2 separate regions of the Neogale vison genome follow, and region 2 is linked to region 1. A link is a contact called in public Hi-C data. All regions are on one chromosome and are shown on one strand. Each heading gives the region's core, a stretch centred on a gene start, on an enhancer-like site or on the middle of the called end of the contact. The rest is flanking DNA. Distances are from core to core; before and after follow the strand shown. Region 1 has its middle 76 kb from the start of SCOC. Region 2 overlaps MAML3 (mastermind-like protein 3).

Evidence for each region. A called contact is a pair of places that touch in the nucleus more often than the background predicts.
Region 2: a contact with region 1 is called in a Hi-C map of muscle, with 15 times the contacts expected there. The contact joins two enhancer-like sites. A contact is called at or near these places in 2 of 3 Hi-C or Micro-C datasets (fibroblasts and muscle).

What each region holds. Positions count from the first base shown.
Region 1 is chr11:71,772,918-71,779,243 of ASM_NN_V1, reverse strand. No RefSeq gene overlaps it. Among named protein-coding and RNA genes, the nearest start is that of SCOC, 76 kb to the right of the region's middle. Within about 2 kb of position 2,248, the one cell type or tissue checked has open chromatin away from gene starts, as enhancers often do. A contact at or near this core is called in fibroblasts, where this site is marked.
Region 2 is chr11:72,242,158-72,249,139 of ASM_NN_V1, reverse strand. The region is part of intron 2 of MAML3 (mastermind-like protein 3); the gene reads right to left. Among named protein-coding and RNA genes, the nearest start is that of MGST2, 53 kb to the left of the region's middle. Within about 2 kb of position 1,534, the one cell type or tissue checked has open chromatin away from gene starts, as enhancers often do. A contact at or near this core is called in fibroblasts, where this site is marked.

The sequences.
Region 1 (6,326 bases), core at 999-3,498:
CCCGCCTGCGCTGCCTTCGTGCGCCACCTACCGGCTGCTGGGGGCCACTGCGAGCCCACCAGAGCTGTTCCTAGGCAGATCTTGATCTCCGTGGACAATAGACAATGGGATTTTTTTTTTGAACAATGATTTATTTTGGGGGGTGGGGATAAGGAGGAAGGAGGGAGGGAGGAAGCAGCAGTGTGTTTGTCATCGCTTTAGAAAAAAATCTCTGTTCTATCATTGTTTCTGCATATCCATTATATTGAGGACAAAAGAATCCCGTTCTGGAACAACAAAGCCAAGGGAAATGTTTTCTGTGGCTGACATTTAATTGTGTGCACAAGGTGCTACATTATCATGCGGCGAGATTGTAGAAAGGAATAGGGCACAGCTTCAGTTCAAACCCCTGACTTTTCTGCTTTAAGATGTGGGCTTTCTTACCCGAGTCTCATTTTATATAGCCTCATAGATCTCATGCATGGTATACACCGCACGCAATTCTGTGTTTCTGTATGGTTTTCCAACCCATCACAAGGCTTTCTTGTGGGTGATTTTCACACCACCTCCCAAGTCTGTTCTTTTACAGCTAAGAGGGATAATCACACTTTGCCTCACAACCTCTTCACACGGTCCTTACCAAGACAATCCTAATTTTTAGGAGCTATTAGGAAGCTTGGGGAACACTTAGTCCCACCTCTGGTTTTACAGATGAACGACAGAGAGATGCCTTGACCAAAGTCACGCAAGTAATTCGAGATGGAGGCAGGATCAGACCCCTTGTGTCCTGAACTCTGGTTTCTATTATGATCTACTGTTTGATGTCCTGATGCCCAACACTCCCTGACTTGCTCACCCTCATGGCCTCTTTTCCTGGAGTGGGGTGGGGGGCAAGCCTCCACACAGTGAGCTGTGCTCCACAAAGATGGGTGATAAGTTGGGGTGGTTGTGGGGGGATGGATAGAAGTCCCCCCTGTTTACCCCTTTCTCTCTGTCTGATGAAGAAGGGGGGCAATGTGGATATCCTTTTCATTTGTTTATTTCATTATTTTGCTGTGAGTTAATATGTAAAACCTATGGTAATCATCCAAAAGTCTCCAGAAAATGCTTTTCCTGGGTTTCATGAAGGTCTTGAGCCCCCAACCCTGACTCGAGGCTAAGCTGGTTACTGGGAACACAAGAAAGGTTTTCCATCTTTGAAAACTGCTCAGGTCTCTTGGCAAGAGTGGTTTGCCCTTGGGAGCCTGAATAATACAGATTTCCTTCTAAGGTTCACGAAAAATCCTTGGGGAGTTGCAGACAGCTGATCATGCTGTAGAACAGAGGCATTTTTCTTCTGGCACCTTCTAAAACATGCTACAACAGACGGCGCTCCCCTTTAAACCCTTAACTGTGTCACGCTGAGAGAAGAATCGAGTCTTAGATGAGAAGCTCAGTAAACATCTTTGCACATCCAAAATAAGGCAGCCCGTCATAGAAGTCTGCTTATTTTAAAGGTTGTTCAGTCTGTTTAAAGCAAATAGACCAATCTCACAGTCTGCAGTCAAGGAGACAACAAGCAGAGGAAGTTTCAAAACAAAAGGCCAGAACATTCCCTAACTCTCTTTAAGCTGTCTTCTGAAAGCACAGAGAAAAAGAAAACACACTTGGCTTGCAAGCAGTTCCTCAACCTTTCTGCTGGGTTCTGGCACTTTAAGAACTTGGGTTTGTACAGGGGCCACGGGAAATGTTAACAGGGAGCTTAGATCTCTAAATCCCCTCGTTTTCATTTGTTTGTTCCTTTTTTCCCTCTCTGGCAGCAGCAATTCATCCTGTCTCTACAAAAAGCCCCACGGTTTAATGATATTTTAATATGACAACCACACACTTACAAACACCTTGCCTCGAGGATTTTGTGAGAATCAAATGTGATCAAATGAGATGATGTAGGTGGAAGAACTTTTAAAAGTCTAAGGTACCCTTCAGATGTGAAGTGTTATTCCCATATATCCCAGGTTCTCCAAGTATGGAACTCGTTCATTGGAGCAGCAGCCTAACTGTTCCGCCAAGTTGTGATTCGGCCCATTTTTCAGAACTTACAGTTACATGGTGGGGGGAGGGGGCAGGGGAAGCTTCATGTAAATTTTAGAATGTCCAAATCTCATTTTAAAGAACACCCTCCCAGCATGTTGGAGTCTGGGGCGTGCTGGAACACTGGTGACTCATTGCTTCCCCATGTCCTTATTTGGTAGCATGCAAATAAAAATGATCATTTTCAGATTTAGATTTTCTCAGAGTATGGTGTGAGCAGCTATTTTTGCTTTTGCTCCAGTCACCATTCTGTGTAGTAGAAAGTGCATTTAGAGTTGTAAAACCTGTTTTTCCATTTGCAGCCTACATTTAAATATGGAAGACAGCATCTCAAGTACTCCCGATTACCTACAGCAGTCACCACGCTTCCCTCCGGGACCTCGTGCACGCAGCCCTCCTTTCCACCCACGTAAGGCCTTCACGTTGCTGCTTGACAGGACGATTTCCATATCACCTACCTATGGAGCACCTCTCTGGAGGACACCTCAAGCGATTGGCGGGTGTTTGGTAACTCACCCTCTTAATATCTCTGTTGGAGAGAGAGGGATTGATTGAAATGACGCCCACTTTGTGGAAGGGGAAACCCAAAGCAGTGAGCGGGTTTCTGTGTTGCAGACCCATGCAGTTCACAGCCCTATGCTGAAGAAACACATGATGGAAGCCACTCAAGATGAGTAAAGCTTGGAGCCCCAATTTCCCTACTAGTTGTTGTCCTATCTTCCTAAACCAAGCCTGCTATTAAGTTTCTCCAGAGGTCAACGTCTAAATTTACTTTCTGCTCTTGAAGATAGCCAAGAGACCCATTACCTAATTTAACCGCAGGCTCCACCCAGCCCCCATCATGGACCTGACTCAGCAGCCCAGGTCACGACTAGCTTCTTACGAGCAGGCCTTCAGATGTTAGTGTCGATGATGCCCTTCGAGGATAACCCGTCCAGGCTGGCCAGCTGCAAGGCTGATTTCAAGCTGGTTTCAGTTAAACCACATTCCGGTATCTATTTCCTTTCTCTTCTAAAAGGAAACCTTCCGTGGCTACTTGGGGCAAGGTTGGCGGCCCTAACTTCTTGGAAGTTTCTGTTTACGGGCTTTGTGAGGCAAGGAGATGAACATCAGCTTGTTCTCCTCGTGCCTCCTTCACTGCCCTGGGCACTGTCTCATGTTCCAGATCTGGGTGAGGACCAGAATCTGACACCAAATCTGGACGAAACACGGGTCAGGGTATTGCCACCAAAATTGTTTAATTGCAGGTGTTTAGAGGTGGGACTGAAAGAGGGTGCTGGCAGGTGTTGTACCTTAGGCAGCTTGAGTGTACTCTCCATGCCTAAAGCCACCTGCCTTACACAGCCGGGCCCGCCTGGGGCTTGGCCTCTGGGGACTCCATCTCAGAGGAGGAGCTGGGCATGTGGCTGTTGACTCTACTGCCTTCCCCTCCAGCTCTACCATCTGTACTGGGGACTTCTGTCCTTGTAAATTCTTGCAATATAGGAAATGCCCAGTGGAAATGCAAAAATAATCATGTCATCTTTCACACATTTATGGTATTTGGGCAATGTTTCTAATAGCCGCTAAGGGACAAGAGTTTATCTTTCTATCTTACATCTCATAAATCTTTTCTTTTTCTTCTATCACTAGCGTAAATTGTGCTTAGTCCAATAACAAGGTTAAAATTATAGTGCTTTTCATCATTACAGAGATGCTCTTGCTTCTGATGGGGACAACGGCTACATCGAAAGCTTAGCAAATTTATTTTTTCCCTTCGCCTGCACCGGGATGTCATCTGGAAGACAAGATTTTCACGTAGCTGTGCATGGGCTTTGTTCAAGGCCTCTGTGAGTGAACACACTTACGGGAGAGGCCTGTAACCTGCAGGAGAGTCGGTTATGTGCCTCTGTTCTTCCCCTGAGTGTCTTTTTCAGACCAAAAAAACCCAAAAAACAAACAAAATGGGAGAGAGGCCCCTGAGGTATCTGGCAGTGTTGAGGAGAGCAGGCTATAAATATAAACAAGCTATTTAACCTCTCTGAGCTTGTCTCCTCATTTGGGGATAATAACAGTGCCTCTTAAGTTTATTATGAGGATTTAAAGCAACAGAATGTGTAAAGAGCTTAGTACAGTGCCTGGCACATAATACTAAGTATTTGTCAGCATCATCATCATGACCATTTCTACCCTCCTGCTGTCACGTGACAGCTTTCTGCTCTGCAGGACCCTATAGTTGCCAGAAGCATCCGCGTGCCGTTGCCATTTTGTACCTCTGGCTGTGCTGTCATGAGTCCCCACTTCGCCTTCCGGTTCCCCAGGCAGGGAACATTCCCCGGCAGAATTGCTGATGAGCTCGTGGAAACCTGAGTCTCAGGCAGCAACGAAGTCCTCATACAGTCAACCTCACCTTTCCACTAGTGACGGCTCCTTCTCCCCCTGTAGCTGGTGACGAGGCTCTCCCTGTCAGGCTGCCACGCCCACCACACAGCAGGGGTCTGTTGCAGGTGGGAGAGGCTCTTCCCACCCTCCGCCAAGCACTTTGGCCCTGCAGATGCTTCTCTTCTGCCCACATAGCTCCGGGAGACCCAGACCCAGGTGTGCAAATCACCCCCATGTTCGGGCTGTGATAAGATGGTTATTAACAAGTTTCACTCCAGCTTTTCCTCATGTCTGAGTGGAGGTTTCATCTTGTCCCCTTTTCTGGATATGTCCTCATCGATGACTTTCCGCAGTTTTCTGTGGTTCTGCCCAAGGCCAGCGTCTGCTGCCAGCTGTCTGGGAGACACTTCCCTCCCATGCCTAGTTTTTGACTGAGGGTTACGTGAAGATGTTTTCTGCATCTCCCCGAAGAAGGCAATCCATCTAATCAGGTTGTCACCCCCAACGGAGGCACTAGCTCTTCTCTCCGGAATACAAGGCCAAGACCATGCCGACCTCTCTCGTCTGAGCTCTTTACTCCAAGTTCCTTATTTTCAAACTTGGTCAGACATTCATTAATTGTAGAAGCGGAAGAGCCCTTTCGACGATGTCTGAGTTGGAGCACGGCTCTCTGTCTCTCCTGAGTTGCAGGGTCTGCTTTCTCTTCTCTTTCTGAGTAATTCCGTGAGCCTCAAGAATAGCGTGTCTTTTCCTCTCTGAGGAAGCAGGCCCCAGGTGGAAACTATAGTTCAGGTTTGGTTTTTGGAAATGATAGATCATATGGACTGACCATTTCTTCCTAATCATAATCTTCCTAGCTAGCTAGCTATTGTCTAGTTGTCTCTCTGTCGTCTATTTATAGTTTTTTGTTAGTAACTTCTTGACATCTGACCCAGAGTACTTGCACAGAAGGGGAGATGTGCCAAGATACAACTGACCATGAATACAACGGCCTGGTTTTTGCCAGACTCTCTGTTTGTCCTCAACAAGTGGAACTGGACACTACTTTGAATTACAATACTACATTAGACTGCGATAGAGAAATGCCTGGAAATGCACCCGGAGCGGTTTATTACTGAAGTTGATGTAAGTCAATGGAAAAATGCATTGGCAATGTTCAGACACAGAGGAAACACCCTTTTCTACAAAAGGTTGCATAAGGCTGACCAGGAATCAATCCTTACAAGATTAAAATGGACGCCCTAATTTGATTTCTCTCTCTCCTTTGAAACCCCATTTCCCATGGATTCTGAATTCTTTCATCCTTTCTTTACTTCATAAAATCTCTCACTATCGTTTCTTTCTTTCCGTTCCTACTCAAACCCTGGTTAAAGTCCTCTTCTCTTCGTGTCTGGTTCACTATAATCACATTCGAACAGCTCTATCTATTTCACATCTTTTCTCTTTAAACATCGTCCTGAAACTGCCATCGGATTAATCTTGTTAAAATGCTGCTTTCTCCAAATTGCACTGCCTCCCCATCTTCCAATTTCCCTACAGGACAAGTCTCAAATTCTCTTGGTATGGCAGTAGAATCACCTCCCGAGGCAACTTACTCCTCCACTTCCCACATTCCCAGATTAGCCCCCCACCCCTTCATCTAAAATGCACTCCCATTCCTGGACACACCTTTCCTTTGCCTTTCTGCTTTCCCAGCATCTTCCCCCATCTCAGAGGGGGGCTTAAATGGACTCCCAGTTGAAATGATGGCTCCCCTCAGAACATCCTGTGATGTTGTTTGCATGATTAATTTCACACATGCAACAAACATCTTCTCTTGGCTTTTCTTCTCACGGTTTTGAATTGCTTCCTAATTTTCATGTGCTAGCATGAACATGCTCTCCTAGCATGTCCTGGGTAGTGAACTCCTTGCAGAT
Region 2 (6,982 bases), core at 285-2,784, 470 kb before region 1:
CCCTGGAAGTAAGGGAGAGGCAAATGAAATGGTGATGTAGATACACCCAGCCACTTTTGGCCCCTGTCTTCCTGGGGGAAAATACTTCAAAAGCACAGTGGGGACAAAAAAAAAAAAAAAAAAAAAAAAAAAAGAGAGAGAGAGAGAAAAGAAAAGAAAACTCCCCAAAGAGATAGTTAGGTTATTACTTCCCAGGATTATGCATTTCTCCAAATGATTCCCTCCCAAAGGCTTTGCCTTGGGGTTTCTTGCAGAAGACCTACAAACCTAGGGACGGGAGGGCCATGTGCATTTTCAAGGCTTGCCTTCCCTATGAAACATCAAACATGGGTGAATCTAGGTCTTTCTCAACAAGCTCTAATGCATTCAGCAGCGGGTGAGTGACACCTAGAGCCCCAGCCTCAAGTGTGTATTCCAAAGTGTGAGGCTTGCCTTACAAATGGAGCTGGCTGAGGCCATTAACTGTTTCATATTACATGGCAGCTTTTAACCTCCAGTCTGAGAGGGCTTAATGAGCAATAGTCTGTCGAATTTCAGGATTTCAGGCCACCGCTCTTGTTTCTAAGGAGGACACACACTGCGTGTGCAATTAGAGAAAACCAGGCTGAGCTTTCGTCAGAGAAATGTAATGCCTTGAAGCCAAATGATGCAGTATTTTTAGTTTTAATTACCGGCTCGTTCTCCACCCCGCCCCCTGCCCAGCGACCTCCCTTGCCTTGCCAGTAGCTTCCCCTTAGAAATGCAATTGGCCAACGTAGACCCTCATTACTCCCCAAACCTTCGCACTCTTCAGTAAGAGAAAGGGAGGGGGAACAAACCAGAAGCAATGAACCCATTTTACCTAGCTGCTTCTCCAGGGAAAAGATCTTAGCGATTTTTCCAAGGGCTGGAGAGAGGTAGGAGGTGTAAAAAACGCCCTGCCTCCTCCGAAGAGGCAGTTTTCTACTTCAAAAAAACAAAAAAAAACCACCCCAGCTGTGGTAAAAATATCTCCCCAGAGCAGCCAGCTGTTTATTTATAAATCTGTGCGTGGCGAAGCTTCATTTCTCTTAAGTGTTTTCAAGAACAAGCGTAGTGTTTGGGTGAGAGGGGCCGGGGTGGCTGGCGGCCAACCCAAAGAGCGCCGGCTCCAGGGCAGGGGGCTCACGAAAGGCTGCCCGTAGAGACGGGGGCCGCGGGGCCGGGACTTGGGGGCCTCGAGGACCTCGAGGACGGCCCCGGCTTCAGCCTTTTCCAGGCGGTCCTCGTCGGAGGAACAAGGAGCAGCTGCTGTTCTCCGCCTGCCCCAGCAGATGGTGGTGTCAGCCCGGCGCTCCGCCTGGCAGGCCCAGCTCCGCCCGCGCGGCGCTCTCCTCCCCCCGGCCCCCCGCCCCCCAGATGGCTTAATCAGGACTCCTGTTCCTTCCCCCCACTCCCCGCGCCGCCCCCCGGCCCCCGCCCCGCGCGTCTGGGCGGACGCGGCGAACGTGGAGCCAGGCAGTCAAGTGTTACTGCGTACAGCAGGTAGCCTGGCAACTGAGAGCATAATACCGAGCAGATGGTGTTCGCACGGCGTGATGGACATCACACACGACAGCCTGAGACAATCCAGGAATTCCCTGGTGACTCGAGGCCCTCTTTACACAAAATGAGTTCTCTCTCCATTGCCGTGTATCTCTGGGGTTATCTCCCCCCTCTCTCCGACCGACACCGAACTGGTTTCTTATTACCGACTTTCCTTGCAGCCCGAGGGGAGGGAGCTTTCAGGGCGGGGTGGGGGAGGCCGGAGAAGGAAACGGAAGGGCTGGGAGCTGGAGGAGATGGGGGTGGGGGTGGGGGTGCGGTGGCGCCCGGAGAGGGGAGGGCAAGTGGCGTACACCAGCCCCCGGGGCTGACCGTCCGAGAGGGGCAGAGTTCCCCGCAGCCCAGGCTGCACAAAGCCCGCGCGGGAGGGCGGCGCTCTGGGCGGCCCTGGCTCAGAGTCTTTGCAATCACATGGCCTACGAACAGCCTAAATGAAATTTAGGATTTTACTTAAAAAGTCCCCTGGGGCGTAATTTAGCCTCTTGACTCGATCTTATATGCTTACAAGTCCTTAGGGGGCTCTAAGAAGTCAGGAGTGGGGCGGCAGGCCCGAAGATACCTCTCAGCGCAGGCGTCTCTAACAAAGAAACCGACGAGGCGGTCCCGGGGCGCGGGCGAGTCGCACGGGGGCCGCGGAGGCCCTTGGCCGGCGTGCGCTGCTGCTGAGCGGATGAGCCGGGCGCGCTCCGCGGGCGCATTGCCCGGGTTCCCCGCACACTGTGCGTGCCGGGGCCAGGAAGGAAATGGGTGCGGAGGGCAGGCGAGGAGACAGGAGGGTTGTTCATGTAGGAAAAAGTAAAAATAATAAAACGGATGTCCCAAAAAAACAAATCTATGCTTTTCACACACTGAACTGGATCAAGGAATTAAAAAAAAAAAAAAAAACACCAATCTCCAGCCCAAACGGAATTCAGCCTAGTTCTATATATCAAGAGGCTCCTATGTCCAACCCGTCACCAGTATCTAGAGGCTTTTTCCTGCAAAGACACCATTCAAGTTTTAAGTTTCAGAAGAAGGAAGTCTTTTCAAAGGTGGAAGCTAACGTTTCACGCAGAACATCACACTTGGTGGGAAAGAGTTCAGCAGTTCTGTGTCAGAGGGCAGCGTAGGATGAATCCGACACCCACTGCAGCCTGATGGACGCGTCTGGCTGTGATTCCCAGAGGCTCAGGGTGGTGAACGGGCATTCTGAGGCTGTGGGAAGTCATCTGACCTCTCGGTTTCAGGCCCCACCTCCTCAAATTAAGATCATATTCATAAAACTCCTCCCTTGACCAGTGGAAACTTTGGAGGTGAGATACAGAAAGAAAATGGTTAAGAAGATGCTCACACCTCTCCCACTTCCAGTTTGGGCTAAATAATGGGCTAAATTCAATCAGAGGTTCTGAAAGTGGAGTTCCAAGATCTACGGCATTAGCATTACAGAGGAGCCTGTTAGAAATACAAATTCTCAGGCCTACCCCGAGCCTACTGAATCAGAACCTCTGGAAGTGCTTTAACATGCCCTCCAGGTATGTTTACGATGCCCCACAGTTTGAGGATCAGGGCGCAAATAGTACTCCTGGGGCATCTGAGCTCTCTGGGCCCTGATTTAGATTGCAAAAGCAGTCTTGCACTTTCAAAAGCAAGTCAGACTTTGTTTAGGTTTTTACTGCAAATTCTTCAGCATTTGGAACAAAACTCTTAAACTTTCAGAGGGCTGCTCATGCAATGCAAAGGATGTAATGCAATGCAAAGAATAAGGAATTCTGGAAGGACCCCATAGTCACGATTCTTCCGGAAGGCCAGTCCTCCTGCAAGTCTGCTGTGGGGACTGAGCAGCAGCCAAGATTGAGGAAGGGGTGAGGCCACTGAAGGAAGCACAGACATCACTGGACTTTCCATCTCCTGGTGTGATACAAGACAGAACTATGGAGAGCTTTGAGGAGAGTTCCCTCTGTTGGGAAATGTTCTTCAAACACAGAGACCAGAAGCAATAATGGAAGAAGACCAGTGACACTTAGAGGGCACCTACTGGATGCCTTCACTTGCATAATTAAACACATTTGGTTGATTAAAAAAACCCAAGTCTTTGAAAGGTTAAGGAAATTGTCTGATGACCCACAGCTGGTGGTGGTGTCTTTGGGATTCTCACTTTTCCATTGACTATAACATACATCTGGTCTAAATTGAGCAGACCACCCAAGAGCGCTGTGGAGTAAAGAGAAGTGGGAAGGGGGTAGGGGGTAGAGAGGAATGGGCATAGAATAAAAAGGTAGAATCTCTACAGGGATCAAAGGGCGAGGCTGAAAGAGCATAAAAATATGCATCATTTTTTATATGTTGCTTGATACCCAAAATTAGGATGCCTTTGTGGTATCAACTTTGACATTTAAAGAAAGGGCATAAGATTAGACCATTCAACCGTAAATGGAAGGAAGAAACAAAATAAAATAAAACCTTAGAATTCTCTTTGAAGTTGATCAAGTGTCAGGGCAGACGCTTGGTTTCAGGATGGTGGCTCCTTTTAGATTTTCTTTGTCCTTGTCCAGAATAATTTTTCACTGTGGGTCTGAAGAGTTGCTTACACTATATTGCCAGCAGAGCCCCAACAAGGCCCATACCATATAACCCTCTGTTTCTGCAGATCATTGAAGAAGGTTGGATAAAATGTCTGTTTTCTGATCTGTGATGGTTGTGTCCCCATGAAGATTAAGTTTTGAGGCAGTTTACCAATTTAGGAAACTTATCACTGAAATGGCAGTGACTTGAGGCACAGTGGTAAGCCTGCTACATGGGTTCAGCAGAGTTCTTCGTTCAACCTTAAAGAAGGAGCAGTTTATGTTAGATGAACCCACCAGGTCTGGGTAGGAACATAGTTCCATCATAGGCCCAGTGGCTGGCCCTCTGGACCACTTAACAGCTTGCTATTATTACTGTTACTGTTTTAACCTCTTGATCATGTAGCCCTACAAAGTCAGGGTAAGGAAAAAGCTGTGTTTCTATTTCTAGCTTAGCTTCTAAAACAATGAGGACTAAGATTTTGAACTTGGCTTTCTTTCCAGGTTCTCAATGAGCAGAATGGGAGTTTCTACTCATTTAACTACTTAAAAAAATAAATGTATTGCTGATTCCCGCCCCTCACACCAATCATGGGGAATATTTGAAACATTCCATAAAAGTGTAAATAACAAGAAAAGCAATATTTGTTTTAAACACTCAGAGGCAACCATATTAATATTTTGATGTATTTTTGTATTTCCCCCAGCTTTTCCCTCTGTATACAATTAACATAGTTACCACAGTCATGGTAATGTTCCATACGTGATGTACCCGTTTCTAAGTAAGATAGGGGAGTAGAAAGTTCGGGAGTAGAAAGTTCCAGCCTTTCAAATGCTCACAAGTTACAGTTTTCTGGGGAAATGACATCCTTATAGCAATATATCTGCCAGGCCCGCAGAATCTGTATGAGTCTCTTCCAGCATCTAGCAGGGAGCTAGGTCCACAGTTGCCACAGTCACAAGTCAGTTGTTGAGCTGACTTGACTACACTGACAGTGAAGTCATGGCCTAAACCAGTATCAGGTATGACTGGAGAGGGAAAAAAAAAAAAAAAAATGGCCCTACAATGGATGGCTTCTCCAGTCTACAGGAAAGGACCCTCCAGAGAAGATGAAGTAAAGGGTTAAAGCTGGCAATCCCGCCCGAGACTAGATGCAACCACCACAGAAGGCCAGGCTTTCAAGGACTGACTTGGGGGTAAGAACAACAAAAATACCATTTGTCCTTATCAGTGCTTTGAACGTAGTCACCATAGGTCCCTCCAGTGGAAACACAACTTGGAGAGTTATGCTTTTCCTCTGCCTTTGATGTAAATTATAGAGTCCTTTTGATCCCTTTGTTGTGATTAAGTCTACCACCAAAGCAACTCTAAATTGGTTAAAAGTTTATTAGTGTGCAACAATAGGAGCTTGATTTAATAAACTATGGTACATCCATCCATACCATGAATACGAGGCAGCCAATAAAAATCATGCCTTCTGAGACTGTCTAATCACACAGAGAAAAACTTACAATACAGAGTGAAGAAGGGGAGGGAAGCAGTTTCTAAAACAGTACTCACAGAATAATCATGTCAGACAAGGATTATAAGTGATTTTTACTTTTATGCCTTTTCAGATTTTCTATTATGAAAATATTACTGAATATTATTTTTTAAAACATGCTCTAAAAAATAAAGTCTTTAGTCAAAAAAAAAAATAGAAAAAAGAGACACAAAGAAAAGGAAAAGAAAAAGGGCTTCTTTTCTTGTTTTCAAGGATTCCAAAGTTCTTTTTTTTTTTTTTTTGTAAGATGTTACTTATTTATTTGACAGAGATCACAAGTAGGCAGAGAGGCAGGAGGTGGGGTGTGGGGGAGCAGGCTCCCTGCTGAGCAGGGAGCCAGATGCCGGGCTTGATCCTAGGACCTGGGATCATGACCTAAGCGGAAGGCAGAGGCTTTAACCCACTGAGCCATCCAGGCGCCCCAAGGATTCCAAAGTTCTGATGAACATGGAGGCTTCCCTAGTTTCTAGGCAGTGATGGCATCTTTGCAGAGAAGGAAGCACAAGGCAGGTCCCTGAGCCTTCTACAAGAAGGCACAAGAGAACAGAGACTAGCCGTGAGAGCATCTGACAGTGCCTGGGGAGGGGAATGAAGGCTTATCAGAAGTGACGTCTCAGAGTGGCTCAAGCAGCAGGAGGGGAATGGCTTCCAGAGTAGAGGGACAGAGCGATCAAACACTGACTAGAGCAGACCCTGAAACTCCATTTCTAAGGACCCATCTCATGGAAATAGTCATAGTTTTGTACCAAGATTGATCTGGAATAGCTTGAGGGATGTGGAGTAGCAAAAATTAAAAGTAGCATCAATGGTCAACATTTAAAGGATTCATTAAACCATAATCCCCCCTCCCTTATTAAGCACACTTCGTCTAAAAAGGCGTGGATGGAATGTAATGAGTTCAAGAGGGGCACTGTTTGTGTCCGGGCCGGTGACTACTTCCCCCTGAGCCCACCTTATGCTGTGGAGTGTGCTGTAGACAGGCTTAAGTACCAGTTATCTCAAGACCCGGACATGGCATGAACACGAACAAACCGGGTGTAGCTACAGGCTCGGCCACTGGGCCAGCTATTCATGGCTTCCACGGAGAAGTCCCCTGTTCCAGAGAAGGCCCTGGCAGGCATTCACTGTCTTCCGAGAATTCTCCGATATACCCAGACAAGACTATCTGGGCTGCACCATCCTGCTGTCTGTGTTTTTTCTCCAGAGCGTGGCCATAACCAGGCCTATCTTGAACTCAAGAGACGAGTGAAAGGCCACCATTGTTTGCCTTTACCTGTTGTCTTCTCCACGGGGCCTGTAAGAAGACCCAGCCCCAGGGGCGGCCAGACCTGCCCC